Linked DNA regions of Mus musculus: all the other regions are linked to region 1. The links are chromatin contacts, called in public HiChIP or PLAC-seq and Micro-C maps. All regions are on one chromosome and are shown on one strand. The core of a region is the stretch at or near the end of the contact, and the rest is flanking DNA. Distances in the headings are between cores, read along the strand shown.

Region 1 (3,367 bases), core at 527-3,026:
GCGGGCAGGGGTTGCGGCGAAGACTGAGCAACAGGCTGCATCAGAGGACGCATCAGGGACTGCCGCACAGGGGCGGCATCCGCCTCCCCCAGCTGAGCGTTGGACTCCAGGAAGCCGCCTCCAAGGTTTTCATTCCCATTCCAGGCTTGCGGTGCTTCTGCAACCGGCGCTGCTGCTTCTCCTCTTGAGGGTTCGAATCCCTCGGGTTCCTGGTAGTTTGCTTCTTCCAGAAACATGGAGTTGAACAGAGAGTCTGGGAAAGGGGAAAAGCACAAACAAACAAGACCAGCTCGTTGGTGCCCAAAAGAGTTGTGGAAAAGAGTGGGTGAGCGGCTCCATCTAGAGGGGTGCGCGCCCAAGAGGCGCGCGGGGAAAGGGAGGGTAAGGGCCTCACTCTAGAAGGGTGGCATTTGACTGCATCGGCTCCCCGCCGCCACTCTACCTGCCGCCTTCTCCCCGGGCCGCGGGTTGCGCGTCTCCGCGCCGCCCCTCTACCTTCTGCCTTTTTCCCACGCCGCGGGTCGCGCGTCTCCGCGCCGCCTTCCGTCCCTGCTCCCCGCCGCCCCTCTACCTTCTGCCTTTTTCCCACGCCGCGGGTCGCGCGTCGCCGCGCCGCCTTCCGTCCCTGCTCCCCGCCGCCCCTCTACCTGCTGCCTTCTCCCCAGGCCGCGGGTCGCGCGTCTCCGCGCTGCCGTCCCGGCTCCTCGACGCCTCTCTACCTGCCGCCCGCTCGCTACAGCGCTGCCACCCCTGCGCCTGCTGCCCCCTTCTCGCCGCCGCGGCTCTCCTCCCCATGCCGCCCCTCCACACAGTTCCCCTCCCGGCCGCCGCAGCCCCCACTCCACGCCGGACGCTACCCCCTCCGGCGTCCCCCACGCCGTCCCGCTCCCCGCCGCCGCCCCCACCCCCACCCCGGGGCTCCCTTCCCGCCGCCCTGCTTCCCCCACGCGCAACCCGGGAACATCAGGCCGAGCCCAAATTAAATTGCCCGTTAAGAACCTATCCCTGTCCAGATACTGACTCTCCATCTCCACTTCTTCCTCCTTCGGGCTGGCTCCAAAGTCGGAGTAGAAAGTTGTTTCAGATTCCGCGTTTTCCTGGTAGTCTGCTCCCTCCAAAAGCGTTGAGCTCAAGCTAGGCTGTGGATCTGGAGAAGGGGGAAAAGAAAAAAGAAAAAAAAAAAAGAAAAGCGGTTTGGAGCCTAGGTAGGGCTGGGAAGAGTGGGAAGAGCGAGGCGCCACTCTAAAGGAGCGGCGGAGACTGCGAAGGTCCGAGAAGCTGACCGCACTTCGTCACCTTCTGTGCGCGCGCATACGTGCGCGCGCACAGAAAAAAAAAAGTTGTCCTCCCGAGTTCTTCTCGAATCTAAACGCGTCGAGGCGGCACCGACTGACCCTGAAGTGTTTCCTCCTTCACTGCTCCAACAAAGGTCTTCAAGTCAGTGCAGTAGCAGCAGGGGCACTTTTTGTGAGATTCCATGACCGGAGCGCGGTGGGTTGTTAAGTCACCAGCTTCTGCGGACTTCTTGGCTTCCGAGGTCCTGGCCAGAGGTGGTACCAGCTGCTTCTCCCGTACCCGAGTGGCGCTCGTTGAGGAGTCACGCCCCTTTTATAGGGTGGTCAGCCCTTGTGCCTCTTAGGGATCAGATTTTACGTAGTGTGCCTCCGCTCAAGCCCCCATTAGAAATAGGAGTGTTTCCATTCGGAATGGGTGGGACTACACTGTAGGGTGGGACTACATTGTAGGGGGTGCTCTGGTGACAGGGAGTGTGTTTGTTAAAGTGCCGGTCGGACTTTGAGCTCCCTACGCGCCCGCGCGCGCGCACGCGCGCGCGGAGACCCGCTTCCACGTGCTGTTAACTGACTTTTCAACTCTACCTAGGCGTCCCAGAGCACTAAGGGGCTGCACAAGACTGTGAATCATAATTTAGCAGCTCCGAGTTCGCACCAGCTCGCACACCCTTAAATATTATGTTCCGAAGCATGTCATTTTACGTCCCCCAAGGAAAAAATTTACGTGGACTTACGGGTTGGGAACGCACAGTCTAACAAAATGGGTTCCCCCTCCCGCCACCCTTTGGACACTGGACTCGACCAAGGACTCGGTGACTTATGACTAGAGCTTTGTTTGTTGTTTTTGTACTCTTGCACCTAGAGTCTGAATTAGAGCCCTAATATGTTTAGGTAGGCAGGAAGCTGGGTTTTGTAGTTTTTTGGGGGTTTTGTTTTGGCTTTTTGGGCTTTTTTTTTTGTGGCTTTTCGAGGCAAAGTTTCTCTGTGCATCCCTAGCTGTCCTAGAACACACACCGTAGAGTGTGCTGGCCTCGAACTTAGAGATACTCTTGCTTGCCGCTGCCTCCCAAGTGCTGGAAGCCAACAAGGCCAGCTTTTCGAGCTTTGAGTTGGTTCCCAAAGCTTTCCCAGAACGTAGTGAGTTGGCTTTGCCAACAAACTCAGCAGCGTCTTTGGGGTGACACAGGCGCAAGTAGGACGGACACCTTGCAAGAAACCCTTTATGCCTCTTCAAATACTTCTAGAGCGTTGTAATTTTTGGGAACGAACCGGCTTACTATAAAGGACTCTGCCAAAAGCTTAAGAGACCCAAAAATGCCTAAGTTACTTGAGTTTGGTGCCTTTGCGGAGTTAGATAGCTCGCTCTTAGTACAAAATGCATCGTAGAAACTTGCTCTGCCTTGAACCAAAAGCCCGCCTAATTCTGGGGTATCTAAGCTCAAAAGGCGGGAGAACGCTCTACCTCCACATTCACGCCCCTCCCCCTTCCTTTTCCTGGGACTATCTCCCCCCCCCCCCCCGTCTAGAAAATGGCGAGTCAAATTTAAAACGGCTGTATAATTTTCCAAAAGATGTTCTCAAGTGTTGACATCCTTGTTTTTTGTGGTCCTTGTGTTTGGCACTGCACGATTTGTTCTACATTTTTGCCTTTACAGGCCTTTGGTTGGCATTTTCACTTTTGTTACGGGGGGGGGGTAGTAGGGGCACGGGGTACGTGTTCGAGACAGGGTTTTCCCAATGGCACCAGCCCTGGCTGTCCCGGACTCACAGTGGTGGGCCTTTTCGCAGGAGGCCAGGCAACTTGGCAGTTTCACTACGAAGTCCGTGCACTTTTTCCTTTATTACTTGTGTCTTAATTCGAAGGATGTTCCAGGCAGTGGTGTATGTGTGTGTGCGTGTGTGTGTGTGTGTGCGTGTGTGTGCATGTGTGTGTGTGCGTGCGTGCGTGTGTGTGTGTGTGTGTGTGTGTGTGTGTGTGTGTGTGTGTGTGTGTGTGTTGCGGGCGTTAATTGAAGGAAAAGACCATTGGATGAGGTCTTACGGCTCTGAATCTGCTTCTCGCGAGACTAGGCCAC
Region 2 (3,369 bases), core at 169-2,668, 82 kb before region 1:
ACCGTGGCTTCAAGTTGTGGTCTAGAAATTGTACCGGGCCACACTCATCACTATCCTGATACACTTGTGAGACACAGGTTGGCTAGGGATGCTGGTTCAACAGGTTTCCAAGGACAGTCCTGTGACAGGTGCTGCTTCCTGCAAATTGTTAAAAATTTAAATTCTAGGAGGCTTTCCTTCCCCCCAAAATAATAATGAAGGAAAAAAAAACTCATATAAGTGAACCAGCAGCCTGTGTCTAAACAAGTCCCTCAGAGAAACAGAACGAGTGGAAGAATGTAAGAAGCAGTAGCATGCTTCATCCCTTGCTTCTCTCATTAATAAAACATCTTGATTTCTGGCCGTTCAGAATCTTTAAAAGTCTGCTTAAGGTTTTGAAGAGTTTGGGACTGCACGCTGTCAACTGACTTAGCTTACAAAACAAAGACGTAGCACAAGAATTTCAAATGCAGAGTGCTCTGACATCCTAACCAGATTACAAACTGGATCCTAGTGCAGGAGTAGATTCTGGCCTCAGGTTAAGATTAATTTTCCCACAGGGGTCCTGCTCTTGAATAGCAAATTCTCTCACCAGCAATAAACTATCTTGGCATTAAGTCCGCCTCCACTCCTCACTCGGGCCAAATAGCTGCACCGGGAGCTAACAGCCCCAGGAAAAAATGCCTGGAGGAAAAGTTGGCTTTATTTATTTATTTATTTATCCATCCAAAAGGTGTGAAAGCAGTCCCATCAAAGAGAGCACTCCTCCAACCCTTTCTCCAGAGCTCCTGGGTCGCTAACTCTTTGTGCTCTAACTGTTCCAATTCAAATGTAAATGACAGTTGTTAGAATGTGAAGGGTACTAAACCTACTCCCCCCCCGCCCCCCCCCAGCTCACAGCGGACTACCGAATCCACTGAACAAGGCAAGAGCACCATTCGTTAAGGTGTAACACAAAACAACCATCCCAACAGACACAGAATGGATCTGAAACCAAAGAAGGGCCCAGACAGTTTCATACGAACACGATCTATATGTGTGAGGACTGGGCAGCAACAGTTTCTTGCCTAATTCTTATCTTTGCTTCATCTTTTAGGGTCCATCCTTGTATCTCGCCGATCCCTAACCTAAAATAAAACAAAACAAACCCAGCGGCCAGCACACCGGAAACAGCGACACGCGCTGCTGTGGCGTCATCAACAGTCGCCGGGTGTTCGGTCCGTTCTCACCCAACCCCCAGCCCCCAATCTCCTCACTTCAGTTCCCATCTCTTTGAGCCTTTTGGCAGCTGGAGGTTTCTAACCTTGAGCCGGAGACACCCCGCCGCGACATCCCACCTTGTCCTCTTCCCTGGGACTGACCTATCCAGCCGTATGGCCTCCGGGAGCATCGGCAACAGTAGCGGCAGTAGCAACACGGGGCCCGATCCCAGAAGCCTCTGCGAAGGTCGCCGCCCCCAGAATCTCGTGGCAGCTTTCCGGGACCACCCAAGACGCCGTGCTGCGGCGTGTTCCTCCTTCAACCCCAGCTGGCTCCAACTTCCAACCAGGGCTTGTCACCCCTCCCCCACACCCCAGAGTTGCCGGGCTTTGGCGGGCCAACTCCATACAACCAGCAACAGTTTAGCATCTTTTGTGCTAAAGCAGATAAAATTCTTTACCTGCCCCTATCTCATTTGTTCGAGGTGGGCTCAGTTACCAACTATTTTGAAGTTGAAAATCATTTTCTCCATGTGATAGTTTATTGTGACTCATTTAAGCCTGCTGGGCCAACTCCAGCCCCGAACCCCCCCCCCCTTTTTTTGGTTGGTTTTTCGAGACATGGTTTCTCTGTGTAGCCCCGGCTGTCCTGGAACTCACTCTGTAGACCAAGCTGACCTTGAACTCAGAAATCTGCCTGCCTCTGCCTCCCATGTGCGATGTGCCCTTTCTGATGTGTTCACTTTGAACCTGAAACCCTTTATACCCTCTCTTTCCCATCTTTGTGGTTCCTGTGTGACTTCACTGCAGACCTTAAATGCGGCGGCTATTTTATTGTGCTTGTGGGCGAGGGTGCCAAGGGACGCCCATGGTGGTGATCTGAAGACACTCTTCAGGAATTGATTCTTTGCTACCACTTTGTGGGATCTGGGGACTGAACCCAAGTAGTCAAGCTCTCACCCCCAGAGCCATTTCAATGGCCCCTAGGGACTTTTTGAAGTGTAGTTTCTGGATTGAATTCTCCACACACCCACTATCAACGTGGACATATTAATCAGGTATTCAATTGGTTTTCTCTTTTTGTAGAATGAGTATACTAACAGTACCTACTGCTAGTGTGCTACTGAGAAGAGAAACATTTTGTAGCACAAAATTAAGCAGTATATCAAAAGAAATATTTTAAATTTATTTTTAACCTTTAAGATCATTTTATATTTTAGGTCTCTTGCTTGAATTTATGTCTGTACACTGAGTGGGTGTCTGTTGCCCACAGGGGCTAGAAGAGGGTGCTGAATCCCCTGGAATGAGATAAAGGGGTGTTTGCACGATGTAGGTGCTGGGAATCAAACTCAGGACTTCTGGAAGAGCAGCCAGTACTTTTAACCACTGAGATCTCTCTCCAGCCCCATGATTAAAAAACAAAAAAGATTGTATTTTCTGTGTGTGTTTTACTTGCATATATACATTTGGACCACCTGTGTGCTTCCTGACCAGAGAGACCAGAAAAGGGCTTCTTGGGTGCTGTGTGGGTGCTGGGAACCAAACCGGGGTCTTCTGCAAGAGCAACAAGAGCTCTTAACTGATGAGCCATTTCTCTAAGACCTGGAAATTATAATTCTTTTTTTTTTTTTTGAGACAGGGTTTCTCTGTATAGCCCTGGCTGTCCTGTCTCACTTTGTAGACCAGGCTGGCCTTGAACTGCTCTCAGCTCTGCCTGCACCATGCCTGTCTAGATGCTGCCGTGCTCCTGCCTTGATAATAGACTGAACCTCTGAACCTGTAAGCCAGTTCCAATTAAATGTTGTCCTTTATAATAGTTGCATTAGTCTGCTCACAGACTGGAGTATTGCTGTAATAGGCCTGACCATGCTTTTGTTTAGAAGAATGTGGATTTTGGGACTTTGGATTTGGAAAGCAGTGGAATGCTTTAAATGGGGCTTAATAGGCCATCCTAGTAGGAATATGGAAGATTTTGTTGCTGAGACTAATTTGAATTGTGCAGACCTGGCCCAAGATGTTTCAGATGAGAAAATTTTCAGTATGTGGCCTAGAGACTGTTTTGTGGTACTTTGGTGAAGAATGTGGCTGGTTTTGCCCTTGTCTAAAGAGTCTACCTGAGGCTAAGGTAAAGAGATTTATGTTAATTGCATTAACAAAGAAAGTCTCAAAAAAGCCCAGCAGAGACTGTTTT
Region 3 (3,678 bases), core at 1,131-3,630, 100 kb before region 1:
GGTACAGCTTAATGGTAGAATGCTTACCTAGCATGTATGAGACCCTAAGTTAAACACAAGTCATCTTTAAAAAAAAACATTTTAAAAAGATGAAGCAAAAAATCAGGAACTATACACTTGAAGATTTAGCCATAGGCCTCAGGAGCCTACTTACCTGAACAGGAAAGTCAGTCTTCCTCCTAGTGTTAAATACCAGAGCTCTTCTACAGAGACTCTCCACCCCCAACCTGGCCTTTCTGGAAGGGTCTTTAGTTCTCAAAGAATGGCTTTAATCTTAGCATCTTCCTGGTTCCAGGACAAAGGCAGAACAGACCTACCTAGGCCAGTTGGAATGGCCTGTTGTTATTTGTGTCCTGGGGGCTGGATTTAATTTGTGCTGCAATCTGGGGAGAGATCTAGCAGGGAGCCAGATGGGAGCCTCTAATCAATGTGTCCTGACCTTAACTTCCTTTTCGGTTGGTGGGAGGGTTTCACAAGTTGCTGGAACTGTGGGTTGCTTCCTTCTAGAAACTGTTTAAGGCTACTCTGTGAAAGGAAACCTGAAACAAAGATCTGCTGCAATTGCATTCCTGACTGTGTGGCCCTGAGTTTGAAAAAATGACTATAACTTCTGATGATAATTAATCTTACAATTAATCTTTCTCTGTCAAGTATTGTCACAATTGTATTATTGACATAATTTACCAGAAATTAGAAATACCCCTTTCATGTTATTGATGCCATAAGTGGGAACAAGAGTCCCATTGTAAATGACTACCACTTGAGTATATAACTCAGCTAGGGAGTTTCATTGAAAATAGGTAATGTATCATTTTAAGCGTGTATGGTTTTAGGCAAAGTTGAAGGAAATCTTCTTTGTTTAATTTAAGAAGAGTATCTTTGTTCCCCCATTGAAACGTGCATTAAAGGACAACAGGAATGGTCCCGTTTTAGTACAGTCAAACAACACCAACAACTGAAAAACAGACCTAAAAAAGTAGTGGAGAAAAAAATGACACTGGTCTGTATAATTAATTTGAGGAGGAGATTTAACAAAAAAAAAAAAAATCAATGAGGAGACAAGGAGCAGCATAAACAAATGGGAGTGAACAGCCCAGAGAGCTGCGCAAGGAGTCAACCTCGGGGGCACAAGGAAGTCTCTACAAGCCACATGGAATAAAAGGCTAGTTCTAAAATCTATAAAGAACTTGGTTGCACTAGGTGGCAGTGGTGGCGCACGCCTTTAATCCCAGCACTCAGGAGGCAGAGGCAGGTAGGTCTCTGAGTCTGAGGCCAACCTGGTCTACCAAGTGCGGTCCAGGATAGCCAGGGCTGCACGGAGAAACCCTGTCTCAAACAGCGAACTCAGTTGCAATAAAACAATGACTCAACTTAATAATATAGACTTCAATAGACATTTCTTGAAGAAAGACATACATACATATGGTCAATAGATACATGAAGAATTGCTCGTAAATGATACTGATAGGGAGGATTCCATGCCTCCCCTGTCTGTTCAAGAGCTCATGGATCTATCACCTCCGTCCCAGGAGTTCGGGGCTGAAAGGTTTGTGTCATCACACCAGGTTATAGTAAGTCCCAATTATAAGCACTCCTCCTGGGATCCATTTCCCTTCGATAAGCAAAGACATCAGGGGCAAGACCACCGAGCCTTTCACTGGAAGTTGTTGAACTCCTTTTTCTTCTGTGTTCCCCACGTGCCTTTACAGAAAACTTGATGGCTTAAGCCTGGTAGGCTACCTATATACCAGAACTGCTATCCTGCACATTCTACCGATGCACTGCGGAAACTACACAGCGATTCTAGGTGACTGCTCTGGCTTCTGAAGGAAGGCATAGCCCCAGTCAAGACAGTTTTAGTGTGGGGGGTGGGGTGGGGCGGGGCTTTTGCTGTTGTGTTAGCCTGTGACACTGTGAGTGATCTCCCATTTCCTCTGGTGCTGTTTCTCCTCTGTGCACTAGTCCTCTGCCTAATGCACACCTAGTTCCACAGACTGTCTATGTGAGGAGATAAAGCAAACTTGGGAGAATTATGATTTGCAGTGAACTCTCCATGGCTTGGAACCACTTCTACCTTATAAGGGAGAAGTGCTCCCTCTGGTGGCCTAGCTAGGACCTGCTTGGACTAGTGTTAAAGACAGTATTGGGGACCTTTACCCTGCACTTTTGTTTGGACCTGGGAATCAAGGAATTCCTTAGCTCTTGGCATCAGCTTGTGTTGCAGGTTTTTATCAGACCCATGTACTGGCACTACTTAGACCTTGACATCGACCAGTGTTCCAATTCAAGCCTTAGAATGTTTGAGGCTTGCCAGCTCTGTGGAACTCTTCAACCAACCAGGGCTTTTAATCTTTCTTCCGGCTCAGCCCCTCCACCCTCCTGACTTCCAGGACCCAGTTCTTCCTGCCTACGGGGAACGTAATTACAGAGCTGGGCTTAACGGCAGCTGTGACCCTGTAGCTATGCAGGGACAGATCCTCAAGATAGATCCCTATTGAAGATACCTTCTTGGGGATGCACCTAATGGCCGCTCAATCTTGATAAACGGAGATGCACATCCTAGCACAGCAATTTTGCTTATCTCAAACAGGCCTGCATAGAACACTACTCATCTCTGAGGTATTTTGGAGGAATCCATCGCTGAGCTAAGTTCTGCTCTCTGGTTTAATGTCTCCTGAGCAAAGAGGTTAGTGAGGCCTTTATAACATCCAGGCTATCAGTTTGAATTTCTTCTGCATCAGTCTCTGGAATAAGAATCATTGGTGGGGCTGGAGAGATGGCTCAGTGGTTAAGAGCACTGACTGTTCTTCCAAAGGCTATGAGTTCAAATCCCAGCAACACATGGTGGCTCACAACCATCTGTAATGGGATCTGACGCCCCCTTCTGGTGTGTCTGAAGACAGCAACAATGTACTCACAGATATAAAATAAATAAATTTTTTTTTTAAAGAATTGTCGGTGTGCAAATATGAGGACCCAGCCAGGCGTGGTGGCGCATGCCTTTAATCCCAGCACTCGGGAGGCAGAGGCAGGCGGATTTCTGAGTTCGAGCCCAGCCTGGTCTACCAAGTGAGCTCCAGGACAGCCAGGGCTATACAGAGAAACCCTGTCTCGAAAACCCAAAAAAAAAAAAAAAAAAAAAAAAAGCAAATATGAGGACCCTAGTTCAAAACCCTAGCACCCAACAGGAGGATCCTTGGAGACCTGCTGCCAGCCAGCCTAGCCCCAGGTTTAGTGAGACTCCCTCATCTCAAGGGATTAATGTCTAAAGTGAAGAGCAGGACATTCAAAACCCTCCCCTAGCCTCTACCCCAACACAAAGTTTTTAAAGAGATTCTGAAGATAAACTCCATTCATGTAGGGGTTGGGTGGGGAGCTGTCATGGAGGCCAGAGGAGGGCTTTGAATGTCCTGCTCTTCACTTTGGACATTATTCCCTTGAGATGAGGGAGTCTCACTAAACCTGGGGCTAGGCTGGCTGGCAGCAGGTCTCCAAGGATCCTCCTGTTGGGTGCTAGGGTTTTGAACTAGGGTCCTCATATTTGCACACCGACAATTCTTTAAAAAAAAAAAAAGATTTATTTATTTTATATCTGTGAGTACATTGTTGCTGTCTTCAGACACACCAGAAGGGGGCGTCAGATCCCATTACAGATGGTTGTGAGCCACCATGTGTTGC

What was found. Hi-C and Micro-C count contacts between places; a contact is called where the count stands out from the background. HiChIP or PLAC-seq counts read pairs in DNA pulled down with a chosen protein or histone mark.
Region 2: an H3K27ac HiChIP or PLAC-seq map of embryonic stem cells shows a contact between it and region 1, with 7 read pairs. The contact joins the promoter of Slc25a53 here to the promoter of Esx1 in region 1. A contact is called at or near these places in 8 of 39 promoter capture datasets (the 3T3-L1 cell line, the C10 cell line, the HPC-7 cell line and 3 more), 3 of 15 datasets of contacts at CTCF or cohesin (embryonic stem cells, large pre-B cells and pro-B cells), 32 of 484 Hi-C or Micro-C datasets (differentiating embryonic stem cells, embryonic stem cells, extraembryonic endoderm stem cells and 13 more), 20 of 115 datasets of contacts at active chromatin or transcription factors (the SCID.adh cell line, cardiomyocytes, differentiating embryonic stem cells and 7 more) and 4 of 9 other capture datasets (adipose tissue, embryonic stem cells, liver and 1 more).
Region 3: a Micro-C map of trophoblast stem cells shows a contact between it and region 1, with 4 times the contacts expected there. The contact joins the enhancer-like site here to the promoter of Esx1 in region 1. A contact is called at or near these places in 1 of 39 promoter capture datasets (the C10 cell line), 3 of 15 datasets of contacts at CTCF or cohesin (embryonic stem cells, large pre-B cells and pro-B cells), 5 of 484 Hi-C or Micro-C datasets (embryonic stem cells and trophoblast stem cells), 4 of 115 datasets of contacts at active chromatin or transcription factors (embryonic stem cells and stem cell-derived neural progenitor cells) and 3 of 9 other capture datasets (adipose tissue, embryonic stem cells and liver).

The regions. Positions count from the first base shown.
Region 1 is chrX:137,118,550-137,121,916 of GRCm38.p6, forward strand. Esx1 (extraembryonic, spermatogenesis, homeobox 1) reads right to left here and starts at 1,777. Exons shown (of 5, transcript NM_007957.2): 1 at 1,395-1,777; 2 at 1,022-1,147; 3 at 1-253. The coding sequence starts at 1,479.
Region 2 is chrX:137,036,884-137,040,252 of GRCm38.p6, forward strand. It overlaps Slc25a53 (solute carrier family 25, member 53), which reads right to left and starts at 1,419. Exons shown (of 7, transcript NM_001082412.2): 1 at 1,341-1,419.
Region 3 is chrX:137,017,416-137,021,093 of GRCm38.p6, forward strand. The region is part of intron 4 of Slc25a53 (solute carrier family 25, member 53); the gene reads right to left. Among named protein-coding and RNA genes, the nearest start is that of Slc25a53, 19 kb to the right of the region's middle. Within about 2 kb of position 2,381, at least 10 of the 459 cell types and tissues checked have an H3K27ac peak or open chromatin away from gene starts, as enhancers often do. A contact at or near this core is called in trophoblast stem cells, where this site is marked.